2 separate regions of the Mus musculus genome follow, and region 1 is linked to region 2. A link is a contact called in public promoter capture Hi-C data. All regions are on one chromosome and are shown on one strand. Each heading gives the region's core, a stretch centred on a gene start, on an enhancer-like site or on the middle of the called end of the contact. The rest is flanking DNA. Distances are from core to core; before and after follow the strand shown. Region 1 holds the start of Psors1c2 (psoriasis susceptibility 1 candidate 2 (human)). Region 2 holds the start of Btnl2 (butyrophilin-like 2).

The links. Promoter capture Hi-C pulls out the DNA fragments that hold promoters and counts their contacts.
Region 1: a promoter capture Hi-C map of liver shows a contact between it and region 2, with 3 times the contacts expected there. The contact joins the promoter of Psors1c2 here to the promoter of Btnl2 in region 2. A contact is called at or near these places in 2 of 39 promoter capture datasets (both in liver).

What each region holds. Positions count from the first base shown.
Region 1 is chr17:35,530,934-35,537,017 of GRCm38.p6, forward strand. Psors1c2 (psoriasis susceptibility 1 candidate 2 (human)) reads left to right here and starts at 2,268. Exons shown (of 2, transcript NM_020576.2): 1 at 2,268-2,361; 2 at 2,966-3,714. The coding sequence starts at 2,307. The coding sequence ends at 3,318. It overlaps Cchcr1 (coiled-coil alpha-helical rod protein 1), which reads left to right. Exons shown (of 18, transcript NM_001372297.1): 18 at 1-82.
Region 2 is chr17:34,351,500-34,357,606 of GRCm38.p6, forward strand. Btnl2 (butyrophilin-like 2) reads left to right here and starts at 3,323. Exons shown (of 9, transcript NM_079835.2): 1 at 3,323-3,571; 2 at 4,718-4,801. The coding sequence starts at 4,723.

The DNA.
Region 1 (6,084 bases), core at 1,018-3,517, 1.2 Mb after region 2:
CAAGCCTTGGAACCCCAGCTTCTACCAAATTCAAACTCTGCAATGAATAAAGATGGCAATAGTGTTGCCTGGAGATGTTTGAGAGACTGCGATTTCCCCTGAGCCGGCTCCTGAGGCAGGGGCTGTGAGAAGCTTGTCCTCCTACCCCTGCCCTTCGGGCGCCTCTTTCCAAATCTCTTTCCTAACTGCCCTGGAAGTGTTCTGAGAAGCCCTCCACCCCCACACCCCAAGCCCCCTCCCCCACCCCAGGTTTGGTTTGATTTTGTTGTTGGTTTTATTTGTTTTTTGTTTTGACTTTTGAGACTTAGTAGCCCTGGATGCCTTAGAGCTTATTATGTAGAACAGGCTGACCTTGAACTCAGAGACCCACCTGCCCCTGCTTCCCAAGTTCATTCTGTCTCTGTCTCTCTCTGTCTACCCCCTCCTCCTTTTTTTTTCCAGGACAGGAACTCTGTGCAGCCCTAGCTATCCTAGAATTCACTCCTTGAATCAAGCTGCCCTCAAACTCAGAGATCTGCCTGCTATTGTGTTGTGCACCCCCCCAACACACACATACACACTCTCACACACATACACTCACACACGTACACACACACATATACACCCTCACACACATACACTCACACACACACATACATATACTCAAACACACACACACACACACACACACACACACACACACACACACACCCAGTGCTGGGGTTAGAAGCCTGTGCCACTGCTACCCAGACCAAGTTTCCTTTGTCCTCACTTTCTTTGGGTGTTGATGAATGCCTGGAGCAAGATACTAAACAGTCAACATTCAAGGAATCTCAGCAGATGCTGTCCTAGGCCAGGGCCACTGTGATGGACGGCAGGGGGTTCCTGGCAGGGGCAGGGCACAGTTCCAGACTGTGATGGACGGCAGGGGGTTCCTGGCAGGGGCAGGGCACAGTTCCAGACTGTGATGGACGGCAGGGGGTTCCTGGCAGGGGCAGGGCACAGTTCCAGAAGGGCTTTGGGATGGACTGGAGAGATGGCTAAGTGGTCCTAAGCACTGGCTGCTCTTCCGGAGGATCTAGATTAAAATCTTAACAACCACATGGAGTCGAACAACTGTTTATAACTCCAGTTCTGGTGGATTCAATGCCTTCTGACCTCCCTGTGCATCACTTGTATGTAAAACACTCACATTTTCTTTTTCTTTTCTTTTCTTTTTTTTTTTTTTTTTTTTTTTTTGGTTTTTAAGACAGGGTTTCTCTGTGTAGCCCTGGCTGTCCTGGACCTCACTCTGTAGACCAGAAAGAAAGGAAAGAAGAAAAAAAATCTGTGTGTGAGAGGAGGGAGGAAGAGTAACAATGGGTTAAAACCTTGGGAGCCTGAGGGAGATGGTCCAGGATCAAGATGGATGCTCTGGGGCCAGGGCTATCAAGTGGAAACCAAGTTTCCCTGATCAGCCATAAGTAGAATCCCAAACCGACCAGGTGGGGACAGATGTGTGGGGATTGGAGCTGTAGTCCAGACACTCTCAAGCCTTCTGAAGCAATCTCTCTTGGTGGTGGTGGTGGTGGTGGTGGGTGTGTCTTAAGGACCCTGATGCTCAGGGCCATCCTGAAGAAGGAAGATTTCTAGGGTTACAAGGGCAGGGGTGGGGGAGGGGAGCTCTTCCTGAGTCTTTGGTGTTGATGCAGTCACCTCTGCATGGGGTCAGGAACCAGGATATCCTGGCTTCCCGCGTCACCCAGGTGGCTCCCCCTGGAATTCCTTAGATGTCACTGCCTGGGAAGTTCCCAGTGACTGACTGAGGTGACATGCCAGAGAGCATGGTCCAGAGGGGAGTGGGGGGACGGAGCTCCGAGGCTGAGATGCCAGTCTAGAGGGTGCTTTCTGACCCAGGCGTCCCGCCTCTGCCTCTAATTACCAAGCTTCCCCACGCGAGGTTTGCCCCCATTTTGTGGCTTCCAATAACTATCACGGATGAAAGGTAGCCTTCCTTGTGATTATAAAGATGACAGGTGGGTCCTGATTCCTGCCGGGTGTGGATGGAGGAGGTGTGAAAACAAGGGTGGAGCCTCCTGGGGTCTGGGTCACTGATAGACCCGGCTGCCCCCGGCCCCCGGGACTGGGGGACAGAAAAGAGGGATGCTTACTGGCAGGTTCTTTGTAAACGGGTTTGACCAGTTAGGCTCTGGTAGGGATTCCTTAGGGTGCTGAGCTGGCCCCTCCCCACAGACTGGCCACCCCCTCTACCTCCTCTGCTATAAAGCCTCTTAGGTTCTCAAGCACCTAGACTCGGAGCACCCCGCCTTGGGGGCCAGTAGACAGCCATGATGCTCACCTGGAAGCTGCTAGGCCTGCTGGTCCTTTGCCTGTGTGCAGGAGGTGAGTCGTCAGAATAGGCCAGGAGCACAGCTGGGGTGATGGAGATGGTCGAAATGACCCACCCTTAGGGAGGGGACGCCCCCAGGAGGAAAGGAGTAAGAGGAACGCAGAGCAGAAGGGATTCTTGGAGTGTCCTTAGTGGGGAAGCTCAGGGGATTGCAGGCAGGGGCACCTTGATTCTGAATATGTTGCTGGGTCAGGTGGAGGGATGCGATAGAGTTGTGTGGAGTCACCAGGCCTAGGGAGTCACTGGGACTGAGGGCTGGTTATTACAGAGATGGCGCCTGAGTGACAGGTGGGGCCAAGACCACTTCCAGTGCAGACCACCCTGGGGGAGGTTCCAGTGGAGTATCCCAACCAAGGTTGAACAGAGAACCATTTGGAAGTATGATCGTGTCAGTGGTCCGGATGAGCCTAGGGCTTTCACACCGTGTGAAGATGGCCTCAGTGTTTGGGAAATGTATGGAGAGCACTTTGGGGGTCACTCTGAGATCTGTTTTGGGGCTCAGGCTGTGCTAGTCTAAGTGAGGCTCAACCTTTGGGTATGAAGCTGGGTGGGAAGTGTTCTGCGACTGTATCTCTTATTCTCCTTCCTCCTCTACAGGCATTTCAGGCAATGGCGACCCTTCTCCCGGATCTACAGACACCCACGAAGAGGAGGACTCCCCACCATTGCCTCTGGGACCCCCAATCCCTGGTGATCCCTGGCCTGGGGCGCCTCCTTTGTTTGATGAACCTCCGCCTCCAGGCTCCAACCGTCCCTGGAGAGATCTTCCTGACAGTGGTGCCTGGCCCCCAAAGCCCCCAAGCACTGATCCCCCTAAACCTCCTCTGCCTGATGACCCCTGGCCAGCAGGAACCCAGCCCCCAGAAAACCCCTGGCCTCCTGCCCCTGAGATGGACCATGAATCTCAGGAGGAGCCAGACCTTGACCCACCCCAGGAAGAGTATAGATAGGGGACCCTAGGGAACGTGAGCCTCCACAGAGCACACCAAAGCCCACCTTTTTCATTGGCTGCCCGCTTAGAATCTCAATTTTCCCTAATCCCTTAGTTCCCTTCCTCAGTCTCTGTTTGAATTGTGTTCTATGTTGGAAGTGTCTATGCTCTGCAACCCCCCCTCCCTCCACTTTGTGGTCCCTGTTCAGTCATTATGTTGTCCCTTCGCTTCTCTTGATCAGCAGAAAGCACACTCCTACCTCACTCAGCCTGTTCTTGCTTGTCTAGACCTGGACTTCTAGGCAGAGCCTGAGCTCTGTGCTCTCTGCTGCCCCCTGGTTTTCTTAGCTGGGAACTGACAGTCGATCAGGATGGTGCTTCCAATGGAAAAATAAAAGCCACGTTTTCTTCTGAATCTAGTCTGCTTTTTTTACCGTTGCTTAGGTTTTTAAATATTCAGTCGCGTTCCTCTCAGCTCTTAGCTTGCAGAGATCTAGAAATGGTGTGTGTTTTTTGTCTTGCACTTGTGCAGGGAGGAGGGCTAAGTACGTAATTTCACATCACAAGGGTATGCAGACCCATGGTCTTGCTCCTCTGGTGTTCCTGTGAAAGAGAAAGCTTGCCGCTCTCTAATGGCTGTGGCTTGTCTGCCCTAGGTGGTACATGTAAACCCGTAGGGTGTATGAGTAGTTTGTTTTGTTTTAGAGACAAGGTTTCTCTGTGTAGCCCTGGCTATCTGGAACTCAATCTGTAGAGCAAGCCTGACTCAAACACACAGATCTACCTACCTCTGCCTCTGGGTGCTGGGATTAAAGGCGTGTGCTACCACCACCCAGCTAGGCAGTTTGTTTTAAGGAACTCCATTCTGGATGCATTCAAGGTCCTTCTGGAACAGGGCCTCTGGCCCACACTGAGCCTGGGTAGGGTGTTCTTCTGGAACCTGCCCAGTAAAGAAACACAGTTCTTCCCAGCTTCTTTTTTGTTTGTTTTTTTGTTTTGGGGTGTGTGTGTGTGTGTGTGTGTGTGTGTGTGTGTGTGTGTGTACAGGATCTTTCCGTGTATTTCTAGCTGTCCTGACACTGTGTAGACCAGGCAGGCCCCCAACACACGGAGATCCACCTGTCTCTGTCTCCCCAGTGCTGGGATTAAAAGAATGCATCACCATACCCGACTCCTCCCAGCCTCTACAGATGCATTTTCAATGAAAGTTTGCTTTTCAGGGCTGGAAAGATGGCTCAGCAGTTAAGAGCACTGTCTGTTCTTCCAGAGGTTCTGAGTTCAATTCCCAGCAACCACATGGTGCCTCACAGCCATCTGTAATGGAATCTGATGCCCTCTTCTGGTGTCTGAAGACAGTAACAGTGTACTTCCATAAAATAAAAAAATAAATAAAAAGTTTGTTTTCCATATCTAATTAGTATTTTTAACTTTAATATCTGTGTTTTATAGTTGTACTATAAATTTAATGCTGAATAATTATTTAAGTCTTTTTTGTTTGTTTTTGTTTTTGTTTTTCGAGACAGGGTTTCTCTGTTTAGCCCTGGCAGTCCTGGAACTCACTCTGTAGACCAGACTGGTCTCCAACTCAGAAATCCGCCTGCCTCTGCCTCCCAAGTGCTGGGATTAAAGGTGTGCGCCATTACTGCCCTGCTTTAATACAAGCCTTATGAACCAGTCATGGTGATGTACATCTGTAATGCTGGCACTAGGGAAGTGGAGGCAGAGCAGAGGGTTCAGCAGTTCAAGTTCATCTTCAACAGCACATCAAGTCAGATGCCATCTGGAATCCGGGAGACCCTGGTTCAGCAGAGAAAAGGGAGTGGCTCAGTTGGCAGAGAGCTTCCCTGGCATGCACAGCCATAGAACAGTTTTGAAGACAGTCCAAGATCCACAAGACCCTCAGATATATGCAGTAGCAGGAAAAGACAAGAGAGAAATACAAAGAAGGGGCTGGAGAGATGGCTCAGTGGCTAAGAGCACTCACTGCTCTTTCGAAGGTGCTGAGTTCAGGTCAATTCTCAGCATCTGTATGGCAGCTCTCAACTGTCTGATGCCACCTTCTGGTGTGCAGGTGTATATGCAGACAAAATATATACATACACATGCACACATATAATTATTTTATATGTATATAAACATATACATATATGTATATATATGTTAATTTTAAAAATACAATGGGCTTGCACCTACTGGAATCCAAACTACAGCGAGAGATCCTGTATCAAAGCCACAAGCACAAAAGACAGCAGTTGAATCGCATCCCTACAGCAGCTGATGGGAACAGTCGCAGAGACCCACAGCCAAACATTAGGTGGAGGAAGAACCCAAACTGAGGATCTCCACTGGATCCTTCTCCCGCTCAGAGAACCCTGCAGAAGAGGGGGTAGGAAGAATTGTAGGAGCCAGAGGAGACCAAGAGAACATGGCCCACAGACTGAACTAAGCAGGGCTCATAGGGGCTCACAAGGACTACAGTGGCAATCACAGAGCCCACATGGGTCTGCATATATGTTGTGGTTGTTTTAGCTTGGTGGGAGTAGGTCTGTCTCTGACTTTTTTTTTTTTTTTTTTTTTTTAAAGATTTATTTATTTCATTTATATGAGTACACTGTAGCTGTCTTCAGACTCATCAGAGAGGGCATCGGATCGCATTACAGATAGTTGTGAGCAGCCACCATGTGGTTGCTGGGAATTGAACTCAGAACCTCTGGAAGAACAAGCAGCCAGTGCTCTTAACCACTGAGCCATCTCTTCAGCCCTGTCTCTGATTCTTATTCCTGCT
Region 2 (6,107 bases), core at 2,073-4,572:
CTCCACCGTTTCCTATTTTCCCTTCCTCTCTCTCTCTCTCCTCCCTCTCTATATCCCTTCTCTTCCCTTCCTCTTCCCCTCTCCCTGCCCCAACTACTGATTTCTTTAGACTTTTAGCTCTCCTTAACTTTAAGGGACTTCAAGTGGTAAATCTCTGCTGAAAGGTCTTTCTATGAAAGCCAGATTGGCCAAGAATTCCTGGGCTGTCACAGGTGCTCTGCTCCTGTGATGTCATGACTTCTCTGTTCATGTGATGTCATGGCTGCTCTGCTCTTGTGAGTGCCTGTTCATCTCACCCTACCTTTTCACTCTTGTGCAGCTCATGGCCCATGAATGAGGACTCTCAAATTCAGAACGTAGTGTTCCCACCTCTGCTAACCTGACTAAGATATTCCCCCACAGATCAACCCCACCTATGCAATCCTTCCTGGGGAATTGAAGTGGAAACTTAAGGATTATTTGGAAAGTGTTGGATGGTGTTTTGCTAGAGCAAACATGTGAAGGAACATTTCGCTGAATTGACATAAGTGAAAGGATGTTCTGTTAAAGCAAGCATGTGAAAGGATACGTGATGAAGGAGTCTTCGCTAATGACATATTGGTCTGCCTTACATTGCGTAGTTGAGCTGCATTTGTCAGGACTCCATAGAGAGAAATGCACCAAAAAACTTCTGGTGACGTGCTGCAGTTTCTTGTCACTTCTTCGGACTTGGACTGATTGGCAGAGTGATGCCAGCTGAGACAGATGCCCGTGCTGAGGTCAAGACCCATGGAAGAAACGTGGTTTGGAGGGTATAAATAGAACTTGGCAGACAGTGGTAAAGGCAGAGCTTGGCTTGCTTATAGAGTTAGCTACGTAATGCTTTTGGGGTCTCTCATCTTCACTTTGCTGAGAGAGATGAAGCCAAGGACTTTTCCTGGCATCCCTCTGGGTCCCTCCTGCTGACTTGTGCTGAAGTTGAGGCCCGCTGTCTCTGCTAGGCAGTGCAACTGGTGCTGATTCATGTTTGCTATCCAGACTCTACCAAACTGACTACTGGTGTATCCAAGAAGTGTTTGTAAGTGGATCGAGCTGCCACTGCTAACCTGTGCCTGACAACACAGATGGGATTTGCTCCAAAGAACCATTTCTAAACAGGTCCACTTCCCCCATATTCTTTATTTTCCACTGCCCCCTGGTGGGTAATAGGCTAGAAGGGAGGGGTTAAAGCATTTAAGAACCATCATTAAAAATAGACTTTGAAAAAAAATAGTTACAGGGAGTCCCTTCTCAGGAGACTCTACATTGAGTCAAGGTGACAACTAAAACTAACCATTAGAAAGCCCGGAGATGCTGGTCCACACCTTTAATCCCAGCACTCAGAAGGCAGTAGCAAGTGGATCTCTGAGTTCAAGACCAGCCTGGTCTACAGAGTGAGTTCCATGACAGCCAGGGATACACAGTGAAACCCTGTCTCAAACAAAACAAAAAACAAAACAACAAAAAAAAAACAAAATAAAATAAGCAAAAAAAAAAGAAAAAAAAAGAAAGAAAGAAAGAAAGAAAAGAAAGAAAGAAAAGAAAGAAAGAAAAGAAAGAAAAGAAAGAAAGAAAGAAAGAAAGAAAGAAAGAAAGAAAAGAAAGAAAAGAAAAGGAAAAGAAAATAACCATCACAGACAGGGAACAATCCTTCTATTCTGAGGGAGAAATAGCCCTTGTATCCTTCTTAATATCTAGTCCTCCCATCCCGCACTTGGGACCTTGTCTAGACTCACTGCCTTCATCAAGACCAGTAGCTTCAAGCTAGATGGAGCAGGATTCCCTAATCCTGAGAGGGAAGAATCAGGGAAAAGCACCTTGCATGCTGTGCTGTTACACTGTTACCTTGCATGCTGTGCTGTTACACTGTTACCTTGCATGCTATGCTGTTACACTGTTACCTTGCATGCTGTGTTGTTTGTTACACTGTTACCTTGCATGCTGTGCTGTTTGTTACACTGTTACCTTGCATGCTGTGCTGTTTGTTACACTGTTACCTTGCATGCTTTGCTGTTTGTTACAGTTACCTTGCATGCTGTGCTGTTACACTGTTGCCTTGCATGCTGTGCTGTTACACTGTTGCCTTGCATGCTGTGCTGTTACACTGTTACCTTGCATGCTGTGCTGTTACACTGTTACCTTGCATGCTGTGCTGTTACACTGTTGCCTTGCATGCTGTGCTGTTACACTGTTGCCTTGCATGCTGTGCTGTTACACTGTTACCTTGCATGCTGTGCTGTTACACTGTTACCTTGCATGCTGTGCTGTTACACCGTTACCTTGCATGCTGTGCTGTTACATTGTTGCCTTGCATGCTGTGCTGTTACACTGTTGCCTTGCATGCTGTGCTGTTACACTGTTGCCTTGCATGCTGTGCTGTTACACCGTTACCTTGCATGCTGTGCTGTTACACCGTTACCTTGCATGCTGTGCTGTTACACTGTTACCTTGCATGCTGTGCTGTTACACTGTTGCCTTGCATGCTGTGCTGTTACACTGTTACCTTGCATGCTGTGCTGTTACACCGTTACCTTGCATGCTGTGCTGTTACATTGTTGCCTTGCATGCTGTGCTGTTACACTGTTGCCTTGCATGCTGTGCTGTTACACTGTTGCCTTGCATGCTGTGCTGTTACGCTCTTACAATGAAGAACAAACATTCTTCTAAATAAGTTTAAAACTGCTCTTCCCAGCTCTTGAAAGTGGATCTGGAGACCCCTCAATAGTGTGAAAGAGAATTTAGGGGATCCCCAAGAAGGACTGAAGAAAGAAGAGCACATAACAGGGGTGTCCAAGGCCCTCCATTACTAGCCATGCTCATTGTACCCACACGCTATATCAGAAAGCTTATTACATTTCTTGGGTGAAGCCTTTGTTTTCCAGTAAAAGAGAAAGAACAAAGAAAAAACACACAGGCACCTTGGCCTGATGTTCTGGTCTTGGACAGGGAACATCCCCTCCTAGACTTGGTTTTCTACTCAGTAGGGTGAAGGTTGAGTATCTGATAGACAGTCATGCTCTGCACTCTGAGGGTCCACAGACTCCGTGTTGTGAGAGAGCTTGGCCCTAGATGGGGAATCATAGAAGTTCAGCAAGCTGAAGGACAGGACAAAGTAGCCATGATTTAGGCCACTGCCAGATGTCAGGTCACCTACCTGCTGGACAGGGCATGGAGCAGGGTCCAGCCTGCGTGCTGGTGTTCTGAAGAGATAAGGGTCAACATTATCACTGTGTCTAGAAGGCTAGATGAATCAGAACAGAGCCCAAAGTCCACCTGCCTTCCTTCTGAGTTTCACTTTTGAGCAGAAGGTAAATGTGCTGCTCTGACTGGAGCCTCATTTTAGACTGACCCTCGGGGACTCAACTCTGCCTACAGATTGACACCATTCAAATCTTCCTTCACGCAAACTGGTGACGCTTCCACTTTCCTTGCCTGCTCCATCACCAGTCACTATGCTCTCCTGTCCTTAGACACCTGCTATGTGAATGAAGGACACACTTGTGACTGGGTGAGACCAACAGCCTCCATTTCACCCTAAAGGAAAGAGCAACAGGTGAGTGGCTTGGAGAGTCTCTCATGAAGGATGGACATGGGAGTGGGGGTGGGGTGGGGAGGAGTCAACTAAGATGAGGAAGTAGGTAGAGTCAGCATCCTGTCAGGAAATGGCTCTTACTTCCTGTTGATCTCCACTGCACATTTTTTAGAGAGTAGTGTTTTGAGACAGACTCCCACTCTATAGCCAATGCCGGCTTCCAACAAATGGCAATCCTCCTGCCTCAGCCTTCTGGGTGCTGAGATTATAGTGAGCTACCACAACAAGCTGAGTTTTTCCTCTTTTTAACATCATTGTCTCTTTAGCTCAGGACTGATTTTTCTTTCCAATCAAAAAACTTCCTTCAGCTCAGGTTGGCCTCAAACCAGACATTGTCTTGCCTCATCCTCTTCAGTATCTGCCTCCTGGTGTATGGAATTTCAATCTCAGGATTCACGAGAGGTAGAGGAAGGACTTCAAGGTCATCCTTGGCTGTGTTGCAAGTTAGAAGCCAACTGGACTAAGTGAGACCTGAGGGGGAGCCTAAGGGATAACGTACAGTGTAACTCCATCGTGAGAGTTCAAATGTGAGTGAGTGAGTCAGCTGTGATCAACAACTGAAAAGAACGGGGCCAGGCCATGATCTGATGATGACAGGTTTGGTGCTAGTTGTCTATTAAGATAGCATAGCCATCAGAAGTCCTAGTTTGCTTGCTATTGCTGTGATAAATATCAAGACCAAAAGCAACCTAGGAAAGAAAGGGTTAATTTCATCTTACAGCTGGCAGACCACTATGAAGGGAAATCAAGGCAGGAACCCAAGCAGTAACCTGGAGGCAGACACTGAGGCAGAGACCATGGAGCAACACTGCTTGCCCTCTGTGACTTGCTCAGCTTGTTTTTTTACATCATGCAAGCCCACCTGCCCAGGGGTGGCACTGCCCGCAGTGGGCTGGGTCCTTTCCCATCAATCGTTAATTAAGAAAAATTCCCCCACAGATTTGCTCATAGGCCAATCTGATGGAGGCAGTTCCTCAGTTAGGATCCCTTTTCTCAGATGACTCTAGCTTCTGTCGAGTTAACAAAACAAAACAAACAAAAACCAATGCAGAAACTGCAAGGCATGGTGGGTAATCACAGCTGTACTTTCTTCTATGTTTGCTCCAGGGAGGATGGTGGATTGCCCACGGTATAGTCTATCTGGCGTGGCTGCCTCCTTCCTCTTCGTCCTGCTGACTATAAAGCACCCAGGTAGGGTCCCTTCCTACCCACCCCATCCCCACTTGCTGTCATGCCCCTCAGTTCTAAAATGCACAGTCTCAAACCCAACCTGACAGTGCAGTACAAAGGGGTGCGGGCTCACACTGGCCTTTCCACCCCTCCCCCACCTCCCCATCCCCTGGCTTTGGAAAGCTTCTTGACTTAGTTGCTCATCTCTTGGGTGCGAGTGACAACTTTAGGCGGCACTGGAAGTCACCTGGAAAGCGCAACTGGAATCCATAGCTGGAGCATGCTCAGTTTTCACACAATACTCAACTCTGCGGGGAAGACCACACACGTAAATCCCACCAGCCAAAGACACAAGATCTCTAAGTATCGGAGAGAATTTTGAGCAGTATCTTAAATCTGAGTTAAGAGTACCCTTATGACTACTTTTATTTTATTAGCTTTTAATGTTGCGTGTGTGTGTGTGTGTGAGTGTGTGTGTGTGTGTGTGTGTGTAGGACAGTGTATGGGGGGGGGGTGCACCCTGCAGCTTGCATATGAGGGTCAGAAGACAATTTGCCTTAGCTGGTTCTTCTCCCCACCATGTAAATCCTGGGACTTGAACCCTGGTCTTCAGGCTTGATTGCAAGTGCTTTTCCCTGCTAAGCTTCCACTCGCTCCTCCTCCCTACACAGGGTTTTGGGTCTACCCAGGCTGGCCTCTAACTCACCTGGTAGCCAAGATGACCTTGACCTCCTGATCTTTCCTGCCTCCACCTCCCCAGGGCCGGGACTACAGAAGAAGAATGGGTACCCACGACATGAAATTCTCAAACATCACAGCACACAGAATTGTCAAACACATCTTTGATTTTTCAGATATCAAAGAACATGACTTAAGATTTGATCAGAAGACTCAAACTTTCTAGGCAAGCCTTGCCTCTAACCCACCATGAGACACTTTTGTGAAACCTACATTTGCTATTTACTGGACTCTTGCCTTCTCTGGGAGGAAAGGAAAAAACCAATCAGCACCGTCCCTGGGATGAGTGACCCAGGAAGGTAGAAGGACCCAGTGGCTTCGCTATTTACCTAAACTCAAAATGACTCCAAAATCAAGATAAAGTCCCCATGGAAACATCAACTCACATATTAATTTATCTGGGAATGAACCCCAGAGATGTGGTTGCTTTTGGTATCTTAAAGATGGATGGTTTAAGCCTGCAAAACTCAGGGCTGGAGAGGTGGCTCAGTTAAGAGTACAGAAAACTCTTCCAGAGAGCCAAGTTCAGTTCCCAGCATCTACTGCCGATGGCTCACAACCACTTGTAAGCCAGCTCCAGGGAACATGA